Regions from separate parts of the Sus scrofa genome. Here region 2 is linked to region 1. The links are chromatin contacts, called in public Hi-C maps. All regions are on one chromosome and are shown on one strand. Each heading gives the region's core, a stretch centred on a gene start, on an enhancer-like site or on the middle of the called end of the contact. The rest is flanking DNA. Distances are from core to core; before and after follow the strand shown. Region 1 overlaps NF1 (neurofibromin). Region 2 has its middle 15 kb from the start of KSR1.

Region 1 (7,525 bases), core at 2,253-4,752:
AGCTGAACAGTCTATATAAATTGAACATATAGTAGGTTAGTACTTTATATAACATGTATACACATAGTATTCTGCAACATGCTTTTTTATTTTAACAATGTAAAAGGGCCATCTTTGTGTGTGTCTACACATACATACATTATGCATGCATACACACACATTTACATGTGTGTGTGTGCTTAATTCTTTATCATGGCTGCAGAATATTTTACATTATGCATGAACCACAATTTATTAAACCTTTTGCCCAATTAATGAACATTTGATTTGTCATCTTTTCTGTTATAAACAGTGCTGCTCTAGGAGTTCCCATTGTAGGGCAGTGGAAATGAAGCCAACTAGTATCCATGAGAATGTGGGTTTGATCCCTGGCCTCGCTTAGTGGGTTGGGGATCTGGCATTGCCGTGAGCTGTGGTGTAGGTTGCAGACGTGACTCAGATCCCGTGTTGCCTTGGCTGTGGCATAGGCTGGCCGCTGTAGCTGCGATTCGACCCCTAGCCTGGAAACTTCCATATGCGGCCCTAAAAGCAAAAAAAAAAAAAAAAGGCTGCTCTAAACATCTGTCTACGTTTATTTTATATACTCATGCTTTTCTTTAAGATAGTTCAGAAAGACCTGAACATGACTCTATAAACACTGAGTTTTTGCTCTAAAAACCCTCTGTGCATAAAGGAATCAGTGAGCTTCTTTTTTAAAGAAAGAATTGCAGATTCCTGGGCCTTACTCACCTCACATGATTCTGAGATGGAATCTAGTACTTTTCACCTTTAAACAAGGATCATCAGTGACTTTAAAGCAGTATACCTGGAATCACACTATAGGAAACACTAAACCTTAATTTAGTGGGCAGATTACATAGCATTTTTTTTTTTTTTTTTTTTTTTGTCTTTTGTCTTTTTGTCTTTTGTTGTTGTTGTTGTTGTTGTTGCTATTTCTTGGGCTGCTCCCGCGGCATATGGAGGTTCCCAGGTTAGGGGTTGAATCGGAGCTGTAGCCACCGGCCTACGCCAGAGGCACAGCAACGCGGGATCCGAGCCGCGTCTGCAACCTACACCACAGCTCACGGCAACGCCGGATCCTTAACCCACTGAGCAAGGTCAGGGACTGAACCCGCAACCTCATGGTTCCTAGTCGGATTCGTTAACCACTGCGCCACGACGGGAACTCCCTACATGGCATTTTTGAGATTCAATTTTCTTGTTTTCTCACACTGGAATGTAAAATCCAGGGAGTTCACACTGTGGTTCAATGGTAACAAACCTGACTTAGTATTCATGAGGACTCGGGCTCGCTATCTGGCCTCACTCAGTGGATAAAGAATCCAGTGTAGGTCGCAGATGTGGTTCAGATCTGGAGTGGCTGTGGTTGTGGCTGTGGCTGTGACCAGCAGCTGCAGTTGTGATTAAACCCGTAGCCTAGGAACTTCCATATGCCATGGGTGTGTCCCTAAAAAGCCAAAAAAAGAAAAAGAATATAAAATCCACTAGGCAAGTAAGTTGTTTTTTTGTTTGTTTGGTTTTTTTTTTTTTTTTTTTTTAAGGGCTGCACCCATGGCATATGGAGGTTCCCAGGCTAGGGGTCAAATTGGAGCTACACCTGCTGGCCTATGCCACAGCCACAGCAATGCCAGATCCGAGCTGCATCTGTGACCTACACCACAGCTCACAGCAATGCCGGATCCTTAACCCACTGAGCAAGGCCGGGGATCGAACCCACAACCTCATGGTTCCTAGTCTAATTCGTTTACGCTGCACCATGACAGGTACTGCCAGGCGAGTAATTTTTGACTGTTTAGTTCACTGACAAATTTGCAGAGCCTAAAACCATGCCTGGAACATCAAAAACTTATAATAAGTATTTGATAAGTAAATGAATGAGTGAATCTGTAAAATGAAGGTAATGCCTACTTCTTAGAATGCTTTAAGGTTTGAATACAATAATGCAGCTAACATTGTATATAGCAGGCACTCTTCCTTCTCTTAAATTTTCAGTCACCGTAGTACACAAAGTGGCAGCTCCAATTCAGTGAACGGTCTTATTTAAAAAACAGTAATTATAACTTTTAAAAAGTTGCCAGGGGAGTTCCCACTGTGGTGCAACAGGATCGGCAGCATCTTAGGAGCACTGAGACTCAGGTTCCATCCCCAGGCCGGCACAGTGGGTTAAGGATCAGGTGTTGCTTCGGTGGAGGCTGTGGCTCTGATCTGATCCCTGGCCTAGGAACTCCATATACCGCAGGGAGGCCAAAAAAGAAAACAAAAGTCACCACAATATAAATTGATAGTATTTATTTTGTATTGTAAATCAGAGCTGTTTTATCTTCCATCGTCTTATTATTTACTTAGTTGACTACCTTATTCTGATTTATTTGTAGTACCTTAAATGTTCTGTGGTTTTCTGTAGTCTTTTGAAAATAATTTCTGTCAACTTGAAAGGATTATTTGCCTTGTCATAGCTATTGAACACAGTAAAAAGCCAATATGTGATCCTTTAAGGAAAGTTCCTGTATGAACCCCATCAACCATCTCATGATTATTTTTTAATAGAGTCCAGAGGAAGTGTTTATGGCAATCCGGAATCCTCTGGAATGGCACTGCAAGCAAATGGATCATTTTGTTGGACTCAATTTCAACTCTAACTTTAACTTCGCACTGGTTGGACACCTCCTAAAAGGTAGAAGCCTTGTGTCAGAATATTATTATAAAATGGTATCAAGAAGCCAGAAGTGGAGTTCCCATCATGGCTCAAAAGGTTAAGAACCTGACTAGTATCCATGAGGATGCGGGTCTGATCCCTGGCCTCGCTCAGTGGGTTAAAGGATCTGGCATTGCTGTGGCTGTGGTAGTTGCCGGCAGCTACAGCTCTGATTCAGCCCATAGCCTGGGAACTTCCATATGCCATAGGCGCAGCCCTTGAAAAAAAAGCCAGAAGTAACTAAAATAATTGCTTGAAATAATTTGGCTCATATATCTTACTTTAAATGCAAACTGTATATCTTATTGAGTTACGTTTTGTCCAATATGTATTTTAATAGAGCTTAATTTCCACTTAGAAATTAGTGGAAATAGAGTTTAGTCAAATATCAGAGTTCCTTCAAAAAGCAAAAGAACTAATTCTTATAAAATGCCTAAGTACTGAACTTTCTAAGAGCTGTTTTATTAGTTCATGCTGTGTAAGTACCTTTTTGATTATCAAAATAACACAGACTGCAAATCAATAAATGTTATTTAAGTAGCTCATGTTAGAAAATATTATGTTAGAGATTTGATTACTGATTTCCTTAACTTGCTACTAATATATTGTTGACCCAATCCTGTTATTACCTACTTCAAAAACCTCACCTTTCTGGCACCCCATCCTCACCCCACACACACATTTCTGTATTGCTTAGAGCGCTGATCTCCAGTTGTTCCTCAGAGCCAGCTCCTTCACTCTCTAAGCTGACTCTACTCCCTACTGCTGATGTCACTGTGTGTTAGCTTTGGTTCATTAATGTAGTGCAGTCATGACCCAAGACTGCAGTTAATAGGATGGGAATATGGGAGTGAGTCAGAAGCAAAAACCATGTAAAGTATGGCTTGAGAAAAGGAGCTGGCATGAATCAGTGGTTTTAAGCAGCAGTGGATTTGGCCAAAATTAGACCCTCAGTGTAGGACTTGAATCTATGCTTTTGTATCAGTTTAAGTGATTGTTAGGCCTGAGGGCTCGCGGAGGTTCCCCCAGTTTTTAATCTGATATATATACATACACCCACCAATGTGAATGTGTACATTTGATTTCACCACCTTATGAAATTTCTGCAAAAAATACTGACAGTTTTAATCTCTAAAGTGAATAGGATTGTTCAAAAGATACTACACTTACTACAGGATACCAAAAAGAGGAATTGGAGCTGGGTTTTGATAGAGCTTATATATACTGTATTTCTAAAAGAATACCAGATATTTTCAACGTACAGTTCCCCTATTTTAAGTGGAGCGAATAAAAGCTATCCAAAGATCAAGCTGACCCTCCAATCAGCCTGATTATTTGGACTCTGAGAGCATATACTCCCTGTAGCATAGGGCTTTTTTCCTTAGTTAAAAAAAAAAATTGAAGTGTATGCAACTAGAGATTCTTATACTAAGCGAAGTAGATCAGAAAGAGAAAGACAGGAGTTCCCTTTGTGGTGCAGAGGAAACGAATCTGACTAGGAACCATGAAGTTGCAGGTTCAATCCCTGGCCTCGCTCAGTGGGTTAAGGATCAGGCATCGCCATGAGCTGTGGTGTAGGTCGCAGATTTGACTCAGATCTGGCATTGTTGTGGCTGTGGTGTGGGCTGGCAGCTGTAGCTCCGATTAGACCCCTAGCTTGGGAACCTCTGTGTGACGTGGGAGCAGCCCTAAAAAGACAAAAAAGAAAGAAAGAAAGAAAAAGGCAAATACTATATGATATAATTTATGTGGGGAATCTAAAATATGGCACAAATGAACCTATTTACAAAACAAAAGCAGACTCACAGAGAACAGAATTGTGATTGCCAAGGAGGAAGAGGGGGAGAGTAGGATGGGCTGGGAGTTCGGGGTTGGTAGATGCAAACTGTTACATTTAGCATGGATAAGCAAGGAGGACCTATGTACAGCACAGGGAACTATACACAATCTCCTGGGATAGACCATGATGGAAAAGAATATTAAAAAAGAATGTGTGTGTGTGTGACTGAGTCACTTTGCTGTACAACAGAAATTGGCACATTGTAAATCAACTATATACTTTAACTTTAAAAACAAAAATAAAAATTTAAGAAGTCAAAGGAAAAGAAATCATAATTTCTCCTGGTTAAAAAATAATTTACAGCAAAAACTGACAGAACATTGTAAATCAACTGTAATTTAAAAAATTAAGGAGTTCCCGTCGTGGCGCAGTGGTTAACGAATCCGACTAGGAACCATGAGGTTGCGGGTTCGGTCCCTGCCCTTGCTCAGTGGGTTAACGATCCGGCGTTGCCGTGAGCTGTGGTGTAGGTTGCAGACGCGGCTCGGATCCCGCGTTGCTGTGGCTCTGGCGTAGGCCGGTGGCTACAGCTCCTATTCAACCCCTAGCCTGGGAACCTCCATATGCCGCGGAAGCGGCCCAAAGAAATAGCAAAAAGACAAAAAAAAAAAAAAAAAAAATTAAAAACAAAAGATAAAGTGTGAGAAAGATGTAAAAAAAGTTTAAGCGATAGAAGTCTATTTTTGAAGGATATCTCAAGGTGAACTATAATTTTAAAAAATTCCTTTGCTGCATTAAGGAATAGAAGACCTGAAATACTACTGCATTTCCTCACTTTCCTCTCCCTGAGGAAACATTATTCTGTTCTACACATTTTTGGTGCTTAATCCTATATGTAATTAATTATTTATATATGTATGTTTTACCTTCCCAAATGGCTCTTCTCAGAAGGCAGCGTTTATCTCTTATATACTTTCTTTCCTTGGACGGTTGCTAGTCACAGAATAAGAATTCAACCAATACTTGTTGCAAGAATGAATTAATGTCTTCTCTGTTTTTCTTTTTCATAGGATACAGGCATCCTTCACCTGCCATTGTTGCAAGAACAGTCAGGATTTTGCATACACTACTAACTCTGGTTAATAAACATAGAAACTGTGACAAATTTGAGGTGAATACACAGAGCGTGGCTTACTTGGCAGGTAAAAACACCAAATAGACAAAATTAATCCTACCACATCTATATCTAAGGACCACAGAAAAGGTACAAATACCTGTGGGTCCTTTGGCTGGTTGCTTGGCAGGGTAAAGATTTCACGGTGCGGTCCTGTGGTATTGGTTAAAATTTGGAAAGTTTTGCCAAAAACATATTTCCTTATTAAAGAATTTACATTGAAATATGAAAAGTGTTCCCTTAGTCATCTTTGGGTCAAGACACTGTTCGGCTCCCAGTTGTCTGTCATGAAATCTAAACCCCTCAGCCTAGTATCCTGGGTTCTTCAGCAGCCTTCCCGATTCTGTCCTCTTTCTCTAAATTTCATAGGCCTAATTTTTTATTACATCTCCAAACGAATAGGCGATTTTAAGCTAATCTGCTTGCCATCTCATAGAAGTACCTTTACGCCTCTTTAATACTTGTTCCTGACACCATTTGTTTCTCCTAGACCATCTGCCCCTCCCGACCGTTCCATCACAACGTCCGTGTTGGTCCTTACCCGATTGGTGTTTCTCTGTTCAGCAGTGCTTAGCACTTACGGATACCCAGTTCTTGAACAAAGTCCTTTGGCGGAAAGTGCTTACTCCCAGTTTAGCAGACTTCATTTTGTGGCAGCTTTTTTGTTTGAATCATTTGACCTTAGGCACATTCATTTGAAATCAAAAGTATTTTTCCTTATCTAAGAAATGGAGCTCATAATCCTGCCCTGCCTACCTTTTGTGTTTGTTGAGATCAAATGTACATTAAAGCACTTAACATATTATAAGGCGCTATTTAAATCTCTCTGTATAGTTCATGTTTACATACAGTCTTCCAAAACAGACTGTAAACCATTTAAAATAAACAAGTCTGTCCTAAGTATTTTGTATCCTTAAACTTCCTACTTTGCAAGGCTCTTTACATGCCCATTTAATAGCTGTTATTCTCTTCAGGAGCTTGTAAGAAGTGTATCCTATTTTAAGTCACATTTGTGATTTATGAAATTTTTAAATCTTCCTTCTCCTTCGTTTTAGCCTTACTCACAGTGTCTGAGGAGGTTCGAAGTCGCTGTAGCCTAAAACACAGAAAGTCTCTTCTTCTTACTGATATTTCAATGGAAAATGTTCCTATGGATACATATCCCATTCATCATGGCGACCCTAGCTACAGGTAAGTGGACTGCTTCTCCCACAAGCACGTAATTATAATCAGGTTTCAATTTTCCATGCTAATAGAGGCAGGCCGCAAAGTGATCTAGAAAATAATAGAGAGAGGAATCTGAAGATAATCTAGGAAGACTGTAAATCAAAACTTGTTTTATAAATGTGGGTTAGTAGTAGGAAACTGCTTCTAATATAATTGTGCTAATTAGTTAACATTAGTTTGTCTCTTTTCAAGCACAAATCAGTTGAGTAATGAAGAGATAATCTTGAAAATATCAGATTGCAGGAAAAGGTCTAGGAAGACCTAGCATGAAATATAGGCTACATTACATACTTAATAATTTAAAAAACTAGGCTATACACACTTGTAAAGAGATATACATGCCAACATATTTATTGCATTTACTCATATTACACTAAAGTTATTTAAAAGTTTTTGGGAATTCCCTTGTGGCGCAAAGGGTTAATGATCCAGCGTTGTCACACAGTGGCTCGGGTCACTGCTGTGGCATGGATTTGATCCCTGGCCCAGAAACTTCCACATGTTGTGGAAACAGCCAAAAAACAGTTTTCAATAGTACACATTTAGATGATAAGATAATCAAATTATGTCTACTGTTGAATGTGGCTTTGGGTAGTATATTTTTCACTAAAAAAGAGAAATTACATGAAAATGGCATCATTTAGAGATT
Region 2 (7,525 bases), core at 1,516-4,015, 390 kb before region 1:
CTCACGTGGGGCTGGGCCCTGGGCTTTGTAGTTTACATAGGTTATGTCATTCCACATACTCTTCGCCATCCTTTTCCAAAAGAGGCTTTTTTTTTTTTTTTTTTTTTTGTCTTTTTGCCATTTCTTGGGCTGCTCCCGCGGCATATGGAGGTTCCCAGGCTAGGGGTCTAATCGGAGCTGTAGCTGCCAGCCTATGCCAGAGCCACAGCAACGCAGGATCCTAGCCGCGTCTGCGACCTACACCACAGCTCACAGCAACGCCGGATCCTTAACCCACTGAGCAAGTCCAGGGATCGAACCTGCAACCTCATGGTTCCTAGCTGGATTTGTTAACCACTGCGCCACGATGGGAACTCCCCCAAAGAGGCATTTTAACCAATATTTCAGAGGAGGAAACTGAAGCCAGGTGTGTTTTATTTCCTACTGCCCCATGATGGTCCAGTTTATATCGTCATAACTGACAATTGGAGCACATGCTATGTGCCCGGTACTTTCTAAACATTTCACAGAGGTTAGCTCATTTTGTCCTCATCGTGGCAGCTATTATGACTAGCCCCATGTTACAAATGAGGTCCCTAAGACACAGGGTTTAAATAATTCGCTCAAGGTTAAGAAAAAAAAAAAAAAAAAAAGCAAATGGAGGAGTCAGAAATCCAACGTGCAATGAGGTAGGGGAAGTGATGTGGGGAAGGGAAGAAAGCCACTGCAGTCTGCACTCATGAACAAGTGACCGCTGTGGGCAAGTGGGTCACCGCCACCCAGGACCCTCTGAGGGGCTGCATAGAACACGCATCAGGAGTCAGAAGAGGGGTAAGGATGCTCCTCAGTGATGGGGGGGCTGTCACACCTGGAATGTTGGCAACTCCTTAGTACCTCTGAGCTGCCCCCATGTGGCTCCACTTTCAGGGAATGTCCTGAAGCACAGATGCAAGAAGCTCCCTTCGCTAAAAAAAAAAAAAAAAAAAAATGTTTAAAAAGAAAAAAATCGGAGTTCCCGTCATGGCACAGTGGTTATTGAATCTGACTAGGAACCATGAGGTTGCAGGTTCAGTCCCTGCCCTTGCTCAGTGGGTTAACCATCTGGCGTTGCCGTGAGCTGTGGTGTAGGTTGCAGACACGGCTCAGATCCTGCATTGCTGTGGCTCTGGCGTAGGCTGGTAGCTACGGCTCTGATTAGAACCCTAGCCTGGGAACCTCCATATGCCACGGGAGCGGCCCAAGAAATAGCAAAAAAAAAAAAAAAAAAGACAAAAAAAAAAATCTACCTTTGTAAGTCTACTATCTGCGGGTGAGTCCAGGGAACACCAAGTAGGCAGTTTCTGCTACCGTGAATTAAGCCCAACACATGGGTGCTCAACAAACACATGCCTTTCCCTACTCTCTACAGGCCCCCCCCTTTTTTTTAACCCACGGAAAATCAATAACATTGATATCATTCCTGGAAATCAATAAAATTGATATCATTAAGTGTATATCAAAATGTGATTTGTGGAGTTCCCGTTGCGGCACAGCGGAAACAAATCCGACTAGTATCCACAAGGATACGGATTCAATCCCTGGCCTCCCTCAGTGGGTTGGGGATCCAGCATTGCCGTGAGCTGCGGGGTAGGTGGCAGATTTGGCTCAGATTCCACGTTGCTGTGGCTGAGGTGTAGATCGGCAGCTGCAGCTCCAATTTGACCCCTAGCCTGGGAACTTCCATATGCCACAGGTGCGGCCCTAAAAAGCAAAAAAGAAAAGAAGAGAAATACGTCCCATCCAGTTTTCATGTGTCGATGTTTTACTCAAGACTGCATTTTTAGCTGGATCTTAAAGAATATGAATATGTTCTAAATTCATGATCAGTGGTCTAATACATTAAAAAAAAAAAGAATTCTGGGAGTTCCCTGGTGGCCTGTTGGGTTAAGTATCTGTCATTGGCACTCCTGTGGCACAAATTCAGTCCCTGGCTGGGAACTTCCGCATGACCTGGGTTTGGGAAAGGAAAGAAAAAGAGAAGAAAGGAAAAAAAGAAAGAGAGAAAAGAAAGAGAAAGGGAAGGAGGAAGAAAGGAAGGAAGGCGGGAAGGAGGGAGGGAGAGAGAGAGAAACAAACAAACAAAAAAATTAGGGAAATCTTTGCCTGATACTCAGATGGAAACAGTTCTGTAAGCAGAAAGCAAAGGGGGAAAGAATAACGCAAACATCAAAAGTTGAGATCACATAGAAAAGTATCAATTTAAAAAAAGTGTATGTGCCCAAAAAATCACCAAAACCCAAATCGAGGTAAATTCTAAGCTTAGAAAAATATTTGCAACACATGGCAGATTCAATGTGTGCAAGAAAATCAGTAAGAGAAAAAAGAAAAAGAAAATGGACAGGAGATGTGAATAATCCACTCACAAAAGGGGAACCACAGATGTTCGCATCTATTTTTAAAATGCAGCAGACACGTGATCTCAGGGATGCGGAAAGCAGGAACCCAAGCCAGGCTTTCACCAGAAAAGGGCGGTGGCCCCCTCCATGCTCCCTGACAGGCCTGCCCAGGGAGCGGGCTTGGGTGTGCCCAAGCTTGCCCTTTACCCAGGCTCTGGGAGACAATTCCATCCTTTGTTGAGGCTTCACCCAGAACTTAGCCAAGCCCTCAGGGAGGTGGTGACCCGCCTCCCTCTTTACCAGGGCAGCCTGGCTCCGGGGATCGGGATCGTAGGGCCAGCTCGGAGGGAGTTGGGCCAGGTCCCCAGGGCCGCGGCCACCGGGGGGCGGTGCTGTCCAAGGGACGTGCCAGCCTCCGGCCAGCGCAGGCACAGCAAAGGCCCCTTTCTTCTCAGGGAGATGAGTCACAGGAGTCAAGGCCCCAGTCAGAAACGCCGCGGATCCAAGACGAAGGCGGAGGAGAGCCGGGGGCCGCAGGGCGGCGCTTGGGAGTCGCCCCGGGCGCCTGCTCTGGCCGCATCTGCTGCTCCTGGGGCGAGGCCGGAGCGCCGGGAAACTGGGTCAGGCCAGTGGCCTAGTTTGCTGTTGAGCATCAGTCAGCCTGTGGCAGGATGTGAATGGGACCGGGCATCTCCATTTCCTTCCTGGCTCACTCATGTGACACATATCTGAGGAGTCCCTAAGTGCCAGGCAGGTCAGGAGACATTCTGACAGGCAGTTTCTAGGGCACTTCTAAAGCCTGGACCACAGGAGTTCAGAATGTGTGATCTCAGGCTCCTGGAGACGCTGGACAGGTCCCCAAATCACCGGTCTCCCCATTACATCTCAAGTTCAGCTGCCCAACATCTCATCCTGGCACTGGATTGCCTTGGGCTCCACCTCTCCGACTGCCTGCCGGGGGATGTTCTCACTCTAACCCCCTGCCCCTACACACACCGCACATCCTACTCATTGGGGCCTGGGTTTGTATCCCAGGCTGCTGCCGCCACTCACCCCCCAAGCCCGACCAAGCCCATCCAGTCTTCTTTCTGCTTCTGGATCTGCCCTGGGATGTCTGCAGACTGCACCTGAAGCATATGCAAGTTCCCAGGCTAGGGCTCAGATCAAACTACAGCTGCCAGCTACCCCACAGCCACAGCAAAACTGGATCTGAGACGCATCTGGGAACTCTGCAGGTTGCAGCAATGCCAGATCCTTAACCCACTGAATGAGGCTTAGGGATTGAACCTGCAACCTCATGGACACTATGTCAGGTTCTTAACCCACTGAGCCACAAAGGAAATTCCAAAAAGCCTTTCTTTCCTTTTATTTTATTTTATTTATTTGCTTTTTATGGCTGCACCCGGGACATATGGAGGTTCCCAGGCTAGGGATCCAACTGGCTATAGCTGCCGCCCTACAGCAACGCAGGATTAGAGCCGCGTCTGCAACCTACACCACAGCTCACCGCAACGTCAGATCCTTAATTCCCTGAGGGAGGCCAGGGATCGAATCGCAACTTCATGGTTCCCAGTTGGATTCGTTTCACTATGACTGGATCTTCCGGAACTCCCCCCAAAGCTTTCTTGATCTCTCCCTTCAATCTTTCAGTCACTGAAAGTCTTCTGTCTCACGGCGCTTGCTCTGCCCATGGGCAGGCACTACTGCTAAGGAGCAAGCCTGGCGATGCGTACCTGCTCTGCAGAAGGGGACCAGAGAGTGTGCTTTGAAGTGGAAGAGGCAGCGGGGTAGGGAGGGCACGGGAAGGACAGCAACACCGCCCCACATGGTTTCCCAGCATCCTCCTGGTTTCCCGGCAGCCTCCGTGCTTTCCCAGCGGCCTCCGTGCGCTCTGGCACTCTGCCCCTCCTGTGGAGGGTCCCGGTTGCTGTGGGGACTCCTGGGGAGTGAAAGCAAACAGCCCCTCACTTTCCCAGTCTGGGCTCTTCTGCCGACTTCACCTTATCTTGATAAGTTGAGTGGAGTAAAATTTAAAAGGTTTGAACCAGATCAGTGGTCTTCAGCTGGGAACATACTTCTGTGCGGCCTGTGGTAACTGAAGAAAAAAATGCACAACTTAAAAGTTGAGACTTATGTTCTTTCGCGGACATTCTGAGGACTCGAGCCGCGGAGGCCGTCTCTCAGAGCACTCGGAGGGCCGGCTCCTGAGAGGTAAGGAGGAAGCCAAGGAATACGGGCGGTTTTGCCACAAAGACCAGGTAGTCGGAACTTCAAAAGATTGCTGTTGGAGTTTCCGTCATGGCTCAGCGGAAAACGAATCTGACTAGTATCCGTGAGGACTCAGGTTCGATCTCTGGCCTTGCTCAGTGGGTTAAGGATCAGCCGTTGCAGAGAGCTGTGGTGTAGGTCGCAGACGCGGCTAGTATCCCGCTTGGCTGTGGCTGTGGCCGTGGCCGTGGCCGTGGCTGTGGCCGGCAGCTACAGCTCCCATTAGACCCCTAGCCTGGAAACCTCCCCATGCCGTGGATGCAGCCCTAAAAAAAAAAAAAAAAAAAAAAAAAAGTTTGCTGTTAATTAAAGAAAGGAGTTTAGAGCTTTACTCTCTTTCCCTTCCTTTTCTTTTTAGCTAAAAAAAAAAAAACAAAGAAAAAAGGAAAATAAACACTTATATTGTGCGATATGCCGGGCCCCATTCTGGTCTTAGTTCTTCTAATTCTCATCACAACCCTCTGAGGATGTAAACTCCTATTATCTACATTTTACAGCCAAACTGAGGCACAGAGAGCCTCGGTTCCTGCCTGAGGTCCCACAGCTAGTTAGAGAGATCAGGGGTATCCACCCTGGCAGTTTGGCTGCAGGCTTTGCTGTCAGCCAGCTGGGTTGCTTCCAGTGATAAACTCAGCAAAAAAGGCCCTGAATAGCGATCATGCCTGTGGCCCATTATAGCAATTATGAGGTCTTTTTCCTTAGCTGTTTAATTTTGCAGGTTTGTTTTTGTCTGCTTTTTATTTTTTAAAATTTAATCTATTTATTTTTTAGGGCCACACCTGGGGCACATGGAAGTTCCCAGGCTAGGGGTCCAATTGGAGCTACAGCTGCCAGCCTCCACCACAGCCACAGCAATGCGGGATCCTTAACCCACTGAGTGAGGCCAGGGATTGAACCTGCATCCTCATGGATCCCAGTCGGGTTCATTAACCATTGACCCACGAAGGGAACTCCTGCTTTTTATTTTTATTTTTATTTTTTGCCATGCCCACAGCATGTTGAAGTTCCCCAGGCCAGGGATTGAACCCACATCACAGCAGTGACAACACCAGGTCCTTAACCACTAGGCCACCAGGGAGCTCCCTTGTCTGTTTTTTAGACTGGGATTTTTTGAGGGCAGGAGCTGTGTCTTGGTTTCCCCAGTGCCAGCATGGTCTGGCATATGGCAAATGCTGAAGACACACTGAGTGAGTGAATGAGTAAAAGAATCCAAGAAGGAAGGCAGGAATGAATGAATGAGTGTGTGGTTGACAGGTGCTGAGATAGAGGGAGGCACAGGATGTCAAGGAAGCCATGATGGACAGCCACTGCTTGGGCAGAGGCAGGAATCAGGCCTGACAGGGACTATCAGTCTCTTATTTTTTTGTCTTTTTAGGGCTGCACCGACGGCATATGGAGGTTCCCAGCTAAGAGTCAAATTGGAGCCACAGCTGCCAGCCTACACCACAGCCACAGCAACGCCAGAATGGAGCCTGGTTTGTGACCTACACCACAGCTCACGGCAATGCCGGATCTTTAACCCACTGAGTGAGGCCATGGATCAAACCCTTGTCCTCGTGAATAATAGTGGGGTTACCACTGAGCCATAACAGCAACTCCTATCAGTCTCTTCTGATAGTCCCTGCCCATAGCCTGAGTATCTGGGGCCGCAGCCTCCCCTCTTACTCCCACACCCCGACCCACAGACTCTCTGCCTTCCCCTCCAGTGAAAGGAGGCTCCTCCCTGGGCTCCAGGGCTTGTGTCTTGGGGGGCAGGCAGCCAAGTTCCACTTCTCTGCCTGTGGTCCCAACCCTCCCAGATCATCTGACTGCTCACTGGAGGCCCACAGTGGGGTGTGGCTGCGTTTAAGACCTTTGGCATTTCTTTTAGGAAAACAAAACAAAACTAAAGTAAAAACAAAGTTCCCGCTGTGGCAGGATGGGTTAAAGATCCAGCGCTGCTGCAGCTGGGACAAAGGTCACAGATGCGGCTCAGATTCAGTCCCTGGCCCAAGAAAGAAAGAAAGAAGGACGGAAGGAAGGGGAAAAAACCTAAAAACCAAACCGTCGCAGAACACACTAAAAAATTCTCTCATTTGCCTCCTGGGGGAAGGGGATGATCATAAACACCCAAGGTCCCTACTGCTGTGGACGTGTGCTCTTTTAGGCATAATAATAAAAGACTAGGCCCCACACTAAATGCTTTTGGGGCTTGCTCTCAATTAATCCCAATAATCCTGGGTTTAGGTACTACAATGAGTCTAATTTCACAGATTGGGAAAAGGAGGTTCAGAGAGGCTAAGGGACTTGCCCCAGGTTACACAACTACAGAGTACTTAATGCAAAGATTGCAAGTTATTTCTCGACTCTGAAGCTTATGATCTTATAGGTATCTAACCAGACTCTTCCTTGGCCTTGTCTGAGGATATGTCAATGTCCGTGGCCTTTCAGTAATTTTTTGTGCCAAAAACAGGCCAAAGTGAACCACTTTCTATAGAAAAGTCCCGGATGGACACTCCACATCTCTCTCTCTCTGCCCTCTCCCCTACGCCCTCAGTTGCAAAATGAGATACCATGCATGGGATCTTCTATGTTATTTCTGGGAGAAGGAATAGTATGCATTGTCATTTTTGTATTTTTTCCATATAGCTTGACTTTAAGAAATCATGAGCATTTATCTTTCAAAACAATGAAGTCATGAAGACATTACTTTAAAAATATGTGTGGAGGGAGTTCTTGTCGTGGCTCAGTGGTTAAAAAAACCCACCATTATCCACGAGGACTTGGGTTTGATCCCTGGCCTTGCTCAGTGGATTAAGGATCTGGTGTTGCCGTGAACTGTGGTGTAGGTCACAGACACAGCTCAGAGCTGCTGTGGCTGTGGCGTAGGCTGGCAGCTGTAGCTCCAATTCGACCCCCTAACC

The links. Hi-C and Micro-C count contacts between places; a contact is called where the count stands out from the background.
Region 2: a Hi-C map of embryonic fibroblasts shows a contact between it and region 1, with 3 times the contacts expected there. The contact joins two enhancer-like sites. A contact is called at or near these places in 1 of 47 Hi-C or Micro-C datasets (embryonic fibroblasts) and 1 of 2 datasets of contacts at active chromatin or transcription factors (alveolar macrophages).

What each region holds. Positions count from the first base shown.
Region 1 is chr12:43,515,493-43,523,017 of Sscrofa11.1, reverse strand. NF1 (neurofibromin) reads left to right here. Exons shown (of 59, transcript XM_021067460.1): 49 at 2,548-2,674; 50 at 5,546-5,677; 51 at 6,705-6,840. Among named protein-coding and RNA genes, the nearest start is that of EVI2A, 24 kb to the left of the region's middle. Within about 2 kb of position 3,502, at least 3 of the 83 cell types and tissues checked have an H3K27ac peak or open chromatin away from gene starts, as enhancers often do. A contact at or near this core is called in embryonic fibroblasts, where this site is marked.
Region 2 is chr12:43,908,706-43,916,230 of Sscrofa11.1, reverse strand. No RefSeq gene overlaps it. Among named protein-coding and RNA genes, the nearest start is that of KSR1, 15 kb to the left of the region's middle. Within about 2 kb of position 2,765, at least 53 of the 83 cell types and tissues checked have an H3K27ac peak or open chromatin away from gene starts, as enhancers often do. A contact at or near this core is called in embryonic fibroblasts, where this site is marked.